Linked DNA regions of Bicyclus anynana: region 2 is linked to region 1. A link is a contact called in public Hi-C data. All regions are on one chromosome and are shown on one strand. Each heading gives the region's core, a stretch centred on a gene start, on an enhancer-like site or on the middle of the called end of the contact. The rest is flanking DNA. Distances are from core to core; before and after follow the strand shown. Region 1 has its middle 5.0 kb from the start of LOC112048899. Region 2 overlaps LOC112047931 (zinc finger protein ush).

What was found. A called contact is a pair of places that touch in the nucleus more often than the background predicts.
Region 2: a contact with region 1 is called in a Hi-C map of whole body, with 7 times the contacts expected there. The contact joins two enhancer-like sites. A contact is called at or near these places in 2 of 2 Hi-C or Micro-C datasets (whole body and whole larva).

The regions. Positions count from the first base shown.
Region 1 is chr3:17,355,358-17,359,916 of ilBicAnyn1.1, reverse strand. No RefSeq gene overlaps it. Among protein-coding and RNA genes, the nearest start is that of LOC112048899, 5.0 kb to the right of the region's middle. Within about 2 kb of position 3,031, at least 4 of the 8 cell types and tissues checked have open chromatin away from gene starts, as enhancers often do.
Region 2 is chr3:17,630,547-17,635,004 of ilBicAnyn1.1, reverse strand. It overlaps LOC112047931 (zinc finger protein ush), which reads right to left. Exons shown (of 3, transcript XM_052889999.1): 3 at 1,932-4,458. LOC112047932 (probable RNA polymerase II nuclear localization protein SLC7A6OS) reads left to right here. Exons shown (of 4, transcript XM_024085243.2): 4 at 209-646. The coding sequence ends at 543. Among protein-coding and RNA genes, the nearest start is that of LOC112047932, 5.4 kb to the left of the region's middle. Within about 2 kb of position 1,279, at least 8 of the 8 cell types and tissues checked have open chromatin away from gene starts, as enhancers often do.

The DNA of each region.
Region 1 (4,559 bases), core at 1,782-4,281:
AAATGTGTGTGCATTTTAAGAAATTAAATGCCATGTGTCTCAAACGGTCAAGGAAAACACTTTCAACTTTAAAGTTGAAGTGAAGGTCCCCGGACCGGATTCGAACCCACACCCTCCGAATCGGAGGCAGTGGTCATATCCTCCCTCCCTCTCACAATATGCGTTCTTAGCGGACGTCTACTAACTAGTAGGTATGAACTACGTCCCTGCCATATAAACTTTTTTCATAATTTGTATTTGACTAAGTAACAACAATTAAGTGACTAATAATTCAATGACTACTTATAAAAAATACTCTGTCACATTTTTTTAGTATTAATGAACAGTTTATAAAACAATCAAAAATATAAGAGGCCATTTGTCTAAATATTGAAAACTAGCGGATGCCTGCGACTTCGTCCGCGTGGAATTTAGTTTTTCAGAAATCCCTCGGAAACCATGGATTTTTTCCGGGATAAAAAGTAGTCTATGTGTTAATCCAGGCTATAATAAGTATATCTTAATACCAAATATCAGCTAATTCGGTTCAGTAGTTGAGGCGTGAAAGAGTAACAAACATTCATATCATCAAAATCATCAGTTTTCGCAAATCTCGGGAAACCATGAATTTTTTCGGGATAAAAAGTAGCCTATGTGTTAATCCAGAGTAAAATCTATTTTCATTCCAAATTTCAGCTAAATCGCTTCAGTAGTAGCGGCGTTATAAAGTAACAAACATCCAAACATACCTACATCCAAACATCCATACAAACTTTCGCGTTTATAATATTAGTAGGATTACTGTGTGACGCTTTGTGTCGAACTGACTCCAGAATGTATTAGTTTTGAATTTGTATTTGGAACGGCTACATCACTGTTGTGTTCCGTCCGCTCTATCTGCCTATTATTCTTTAATCTGTGGCAACAATACAATGAAGACATCTTGCCGACCTATCGCTCTAGAACTGGGTAGTGCTGTGGTTCTAAACAAATAGGTCCTTTCGATTCCCAGCTCGGGCAATTTGGAGTTTTATAATTTCTAAATTGGCTCAGATTTGGTCTGGTGGTAGACCAGTTACCCTACCGAGAAAGAAGTAAGACGTACCGCCAAGCGATTTAGCGTTCCGGTACGATGACGCGTAGAATCCGTCGTTGCTAAGGCCAGAACATGGTTCCACATGGTTCCACGGAAGATCAGCGCTGCGCTGGTGCATCCATCACTAGTGTAGCACATGCTGAGTGGTGACCATTTTGGTACCACACACATCATTTTTTTGGATTTAATTTAATCATTAGTTTAATATCTTTAAATTATTAGTTTACTATATTTTTAAAATTTCTTTCTTTTGTTTTAGGTATTTGTTGTATTTTGTGTATTATGTGTGTGTGTCCAAATAAAATAATTTTCTTTCTTTTCTTCTTTCTTTCTTTCAGAAAATACCTGTGCCTCTTCCAAGTACCTAAGTCCGCTTCCATTTTAGACTGCATCATCACTTAATGTCAGGTAATTTCAGTCGAGAGCTTTCTTATACCTACAGGAATCCAAAAATTACCGCTTATTGCAATTTACCATGTTTATAAGTAGAAATAGTTCGACTACAATACAGCATCATCATTATCAACCGATATTCGGCTCACTGCTGAGCTCGAGTCTCCTCTCAGAATGAGAGGGGTTAGGCCAACAGTCCACCACGCTGGCCCAATGCGGATTGGCAGACTTCACACACGCAGAAAATTACGTTAATTAATTAATTAATTAATTACAATACAGCAAATTAATTTAAATACCTTGGTGCAGCAGCCAGGATTTTTCCCTCAGAATCTTACTCTTTAGCGGTTCAAAATCAAAATTCGTTAATTTCAAATAGGTTTATAGCTTACTACTTTTGAAACGTCTTTGACTATACGTAGAGACTCTATTTCGGAAGGCAGGTTTTTCTGAGAACCAAACATTTTTATTTATTTTTTTTACCCGACTGCAAGAAGGGTTATGTTTTTCGCGCGTATGTTGTATGTTGTATGTAGGTATGTATGTATGTAATATTCTTTATTACCTCATATCTTCCAAACCACTGAACGGATTTAAGTAATTAGGATATCGTTAGATTTGTCTCAATAACCCAAGTGTTCTTAGATAGGTGCAACTAAAAAAAAATAACAAGACGACTGTGAGACGCTATAGACTCGAGGTGATAAAAAGAATCTTATATTGCAATATAGGTATCAAATTCAAGAGCTTTTTGTGAGGATTCTAAAATGGTATATCATGGCCATGTTTAAAAAAAAACTATAATTAGAAAAACGTTATTTATTAGTTGTCTAAACAAAATACACGAGGCGGATGACTATAAGTGCGAGCAGGTTTGTGAAGTGAAGTTATAAAATAGACAAAATGAAATATATTGATTATAAAAATCGGCTAAGTGCGAGTCGGATTCGCCCACCGAGAGTTCCGTAGAATTTTTTGAATATTTGCTTAACCTCAGTTGGACGTATAAATTATCGTACTTTGTAATAAACGTAATAAAATAAATCAAATAAAAACCCAACTGCATAAATTATACAAAAACTGAAAAGAAAAAAACAAGCTCAGTCCAGAAGTGTAGAAAGCAATTGGAAAACAGTCGGAACCTATTAAAAAATGTAGAAGAAAATCATTCTATTCAATAGAATAGGCCGGGATTTTTATTTGTTTAATTAATTAATTTATTATTTATTTATTTCAAACTTACACAAGCATTACAGGTTCTGCAGAAAAGAGTCAGCTCTCCTTCAAACCACCTTCAAAGGATCACTAAGGCGCGAAAAATAACTATAATCAGTAGAAAGAAAATATAATTAAATATTTTCTATCTACTGATTATAGTTATTTTTCGCTTCTTAGTTACGTGGGTTGTAATTTTATATTTTTAAATGGGTTGTAATTTTTTTTTTTAATGTTTCAACATTTTAATCCAATCCTCGGAAAGAGGCGTTCTACTTCCTAGAAAATTAATACCATAGCGCCATCTATCTTAAGCCCTAAACAATACGACGTTAACTTCCACCAGTACGTTAGCATCAACGTGCGAACCTTTTCTAGAGATTACGTGCTAGTTTAAAAGCGCTAACAAAGATGGCGCTGATACATTCTTAAACTAGTTTTAGTGAAATGTCAATAGATGGCACTAAATGTAAATTAGCTTCAGACTGTTAGATTTTCCTACAGATGAATTCGCTGATGTTGCAACCTGTACCTTGTTTGCCGAGTTTGTAGTGTATAAGCTTTTGGGAATCTTAAGATAAGCTTTTTGAATATTTTTTTTTTTTTAACTTAAACTTTTAAACTTAACGATTTAACAATAACTATTATGTACTTACCTATAGTCGGAACCCCACGGTTTCAACCGTATAGAGAATACGGAGATAAAATATAGCTTATGAGACTCACAAATAACGTGGCTTTCTGTGTGTAAAGTGGTAAAATAATTTTCAAATTCCCTTAGATCACCCCTACAACACACGTAGAAAATAAAGAAAATTCTCAGGTATGCAGGTTTCCTCACGATGTTTTTCCTTCACCGTTTGAAATACACGCGATATTTACCTAATTTCTTAAAATGCACATAACTGAAAAGTTGGAGGTGCATGCCCCGGACCGGATTCGAACCTACGCACTCCGAATCGAAGGCAGAGGTCATTTCCACTAGGCTATCACGACTCTCCATTCAATAATATTTTCATTGAGAACATTGCCCGTTGCTCATTAGTTTGTTATTGTTTTAATAGGTACGTACCTATTTAGGTTTGTAACAAATAGACATTATGACACGGAAGTTGATCTCATGGTCTGATGACATCACTAGGAGATCCCAGACGCTTTCTTTCACACTATTTTGTTTGTACCTACCTGCAATTTAAGATCCCAGGTTCGAGTTTTATATCGGATAACAAAATAGATTGAGGTTTAATTTTTTTTTTTTTATCAATATTTGAGTATCTATATAAAGTAGGTGTGTTTGGTACCGATAATTATTTGAGTAATTGCTTTATTTCTAGCTTTTCGAAATTACAATGCTCTGCCAATAACTATAAACTTAGATCGTGCCGCGTTGCAAGAACCAGTTCATGACTAAGGGCCTCCTATGGGTTCGAAACTAGTAGGGCATACTCCGACATTGTATCACGTGAGTTTTAGCCGTGTTTCATAATTAATTAATAACAACTATAAACTTTAAGGTAAGTTGTTTTGTGAGCTTGTCTGAAATAATTCTTTAACTTATATAAAACTAACAGCCTACTATCGCAAAATCCGTTAGCAGACTTACTAACTATAAACTACCTCCCTGCCGAATACCATCTTTGTACGTTGTCAATTCTTTCGAATATATTTATTACGATGTACCTACCACTTGTTTCTGCTCTAAACTACGGCTAGTTTCGGTTTGAAGGGTGTGTCACAATGGAGTGGTGGGTACAAGCTCTACATCGCTCTCTCGGACCGGTTCGTCATTCGCTCGTTCGCAAGCGTGAGTCACGTCGCCGTCACGACTTCGTTTCACACATCACAAGTGCATCACAGCGCTACGTTACACACACAT
Region 2 (4,458 bases), core at 30-2,529, 280 kb before region 1:
ACTCTCGCCGCGCGAACTGTACTGACTGTTTGATAATGAATTTAACATTCTCTTAAAGAAGCTGAATAGAAGCAGTGTGGCGGGTTTTATCTCCATATACTATAATACTATAATGATTGAAATGAGAGGCCATTGACTGCGCCGTTAGAGTAGGTTAATAATGACTATTATGGGATACTATTACTAATTGAAAGTTTTTTTCTTACAGAAGACGATCTATCAAGCGACGCTGGTGAAGACAAAATATACGACGAACCTGCAGATCTGTACCACGAGGACGTGAAACGGTATGGTGAAGCATACGCCAAGTATAAAGCTCGTGTGCTATCAGAACAACCTGATTTAGCTGACAAACACGGTGTTGCTGTCAGCAACAACTTTGCTGAAGGTAGGAGTTTAATTCATTCCAATGAAATGGAAGGCGATGGTTACAAAGACGATAGCGATGATGGTTTCTATTACGGTCAAGATGAGGATTCCGAGCATTTCAGAGAGCAGTATGCCGATGTCAGCGAGTCATCTGATGAACAGGAACCCGATTGAGTTTCATGAAAATCTGTTTAGGTTTTTGTTAAGGTTTTAATAAGTGAAGGTTATAATATAGATTTAAGTGTTTTACTTTGAAATATAGTTTTGTACATTAAAATGTATGTTTATTGGTTAATCATGATCATCAGTAGAGCTTACCAAAGCAGGGATCAAGTTTATATATTTTTTTTAATTTATGTTAGGTACTACAAAAACAAAGGAGTCTTGTGTTTAATGTGTATTCATACTAATTAATTAATTTAGACCAATATTATAAAGAGGAATGATTTGAGTGTTTGTTTTCATTGAACAGGCTCTGAAACTACTGAACCTATTTGAAAAATTATTTCACTGTTGGGAAGCACTATCCCCGAGTGATATATGCTATATTATAACCCCGTATTCCTACGGGAACTGAAACCATAAGAAATTAATTCTTCACCCGCGTAGTTCCTGTTCCCATGGGAATACAAGGAAAAAACCGAGTGATGTAGACCACACCATTGAAGTAAATATCTTTCAAAAAAATGTAGAAATAAATGAATCCTAAGAATTGAGAAATTCCTTTTTTTAACTTTTAAAAACAAAACGCCATCTATGAGCCTCAGGCATAATTGCATTGCAACAGGTTCAAGAAATGGACAAAAGGGGATTGTTTCTGAGTTCTCGTTGAACGCCATCTACTGGTAGTTTAAAATAAACACCGTTTTACTCGGAGTGTAGATGGCAGCACGCATTCGCCCGTTTTAGCTGGACCCTATCACGTAAGTCCTGGGCTTTCGAATTTTAAGGTCCTGTGTACAAGTCTTATAGACTATGGAATACCACTAAGCTTTTTTTCCAAGAAGTTTTTAGTATCTTCTTTCTCTCTATATGGAGGTCTTGGTTTTGACTTACGGATCCAAGACTTGGTCGCTAACTATGGGCCTTATTAGAAGGCAACATAGGTCGATGGATGTTGGGGTCTAGGTCTAGGTCCTAGGTGCTGGAATGGCGACCCCGCACCGGTAAGCGCAGTGTTGATCGACCCCTACTAGATGGACCGAGCACATCAAGCGGGTTGCAGGGAGCCGCTGGATGCTGGCGAATCGAGACAGTTTTGTTTGGAAGTCCATGCAAGAGGCCTATGCCCAGCAGTGGACTCCATCGGCTGATAATGATGATGACAAGGAGGGAGGTCTGGTCATCAGCGGGCTCCAAGTCCACGCCTTTGCAGGTGTCCCATTAAAGATCGGTCTGAGTTCACGCCTTTGCAGGTCTGAGTCCACGCCTTTGCAGGTCTGAGTCCACGCCTTTGCAGGTCTGAGTCCACGCCTTTGCAGGTGTCCCATTAAAGATCTTAATTCTTAAGTCAAGCAGGTAAAAGTTTTTGGGGGTTTAAATAATAACAAGTTTGGTGTTAATATGTGATAAATAATAATTTATTGTCTTGCGTATTATACAATATCAATGTAGTACATCACGTATTCAGTATGTATCACTTTATAACATCTCTATGGTTACAATTATTTTACGTGGCGTACAATTTATATACTAACGATTTTCGTGTAACTACGGTAGGCAACTTGGGATTGGGACTGTGGTACCTTTGGGAGTTAGTAGTTTTCAAGGCTCTAGACTCTCCTATTTATATGTATTTTTTTAGCTTATTAAATGAAATGATGTCTCCAGTCGCTAATCACTGAACTACGTGGTAAACAAACACCGTTAAAGACAGGGTTGCCAATTTTTTTTTTTTTTTAGAAAATATAATATTTTATGGAACAAGCAAAAAATTTACATTTATTCAAAAAACTATATTTATTGACACTCGTTGCATTTTTGCTTTTTCACATTTAATGCTATTTTGTTTTAATTTGTTAATTATGTCAGAAACATTATTAAAGTTCATAAAGTTTTAAAATGAAAATTTGTATGTTTGGAAATATACTTAGTATTTTTGCGTATTTCTTTAACAGCGTAAAGTAGGCTGACCCGAAATATAGTACAATACTATATATTACAGTAAGGTTGGCGACCCCCGCCAACATCTCGCTAGAGACACTTAATCTCTATCGAGATGTTAGCGAGGGATATGATTTCTCATCATATTATCCCGTAGTAAATAATACTTATAACAAAATGTATTTTATATTTTGACAAAAGAAGTTATGGTTCCTTAAAACTTGCCTCCCAAAGCCACCACTGCCCAAACTTGATAGTTACCTACCGTACTTACATAAGGTAGGAGCACGAGCTGACAAACTTGCATCTTAAAATGACGAAGGTCTCGCCATTACAGGCTTATATACTACCCTTGCGGATAAAGAAAGTTTAGAAATGACAGTGCATCTATCCACTTCTCACTCGCACGTTTTGATTCGTCATCTTTAGCCAATGCTCCTAAGGGTCCGTTTACATCTATCAATGAGCCACTCGCAATCACTTCCTGCAGGGTTATTATGTAACTCGGTGTACCATTCAAACAATCAATCACTACCTACATCGTTTTTCTAACATGTGTTTTCAACGTAATGACATAATTACAGTCATTTTAAGTAAAGTAAAATATAATACCTAGTCGTGGAAGTAGCCCATACTAACGTTATTATAACAAAAAATAGTATTTATGTAATTCCGTTGAAATTATCATGTTAGATTATTGTAGAAACTAAAAATCATTACAAGTTGATATGAGCTGAACGGTGCAGTCAAGATTATTTAATCGAAATAACTTTTTCTTTTTAATACGATCAAAAATGATGACTCATTAATTGAATGGTACATTGATATACGTAATAGACCCGCTGAACTATCTTTGTTCAATTGATTACAAGCTCATTCACAGTTCATTCATAGATGCACAAAAACCTAGACAAGCACAATTTCTATTGAAGATCGTATCAACATTGTGATATAATTTAGCAATAATTTTATTCGAGAATATCACCTTAATATAACTAGATGTTTTCTTTTTAATTAAACACTGATTATGGCACGTCACATCAGATGCTTGTTGAGGGTATACAAATAATGTCATGATACGTTTTATATTAGGAAGGATTATTAAAGTCGTAGACAAAACATTTTTTCATAGAGTATTTTGCAAATTCGTGAGAATTTGAAATGTATTTGGACCCAATACTTTGGGTAGTCAAACATTCAGTGTTTCACAATAATATACTATCATTAGTTTTGCTCATTATCAATACTGCCAATTGTTTAATTGAAGAACTGTCAATCTTGACAGCAATTAGAGTAGGTAGGTAAATATCATGATTTGTCTACAACTTTATAAATCACCATTTTCACAATCGGATTAAATGTTAGTTCGGTTGTACTCAATCATAAAAGTGACATTCCTAAAAGTAGTGCCATCTTTTTCCTACTATTGTCCGTAGAAAAGAACAACACGAGATACTTCACAAAATATGGTTTTAACGTTACTGTCTGTCACTTTAACAACCGAATTAGCACTAATTTAAACAACAGTTACGGCCACTATCACCCGAAAGTTTTACGATTCGAGACTTATTCCAAAGTTTTACAAACACAATATTACACACATTTTATTTTCAATAATAACCAAGATACGCAATACTCAGTGGAGCAAGGACAAAAATAGATACACATAATATATAGCGGATAAATTATTATTATATAATAGATGAAAAAAAATCATCTTTTAATTGTTAAGCAACTTGGACATTTTATATTTCTGTCATATAAAGAAAATCATGGCTCTCATAAAGCAACATTTATTTTTGGATTATAGTGTTAAAAGATTCTCATAAAATCGAAACAAAGTAATGCAGCTTTACAATAGTACTTTTTTCAAAAGATTCTTGTACAGATATTAGGTACCTTCTTTCAATGTACCTTGATATAGAGTCCTGCATATCTTGGTTTTTATTATATCAATAATGTAGGTAGGTATATAGCTACGGAATA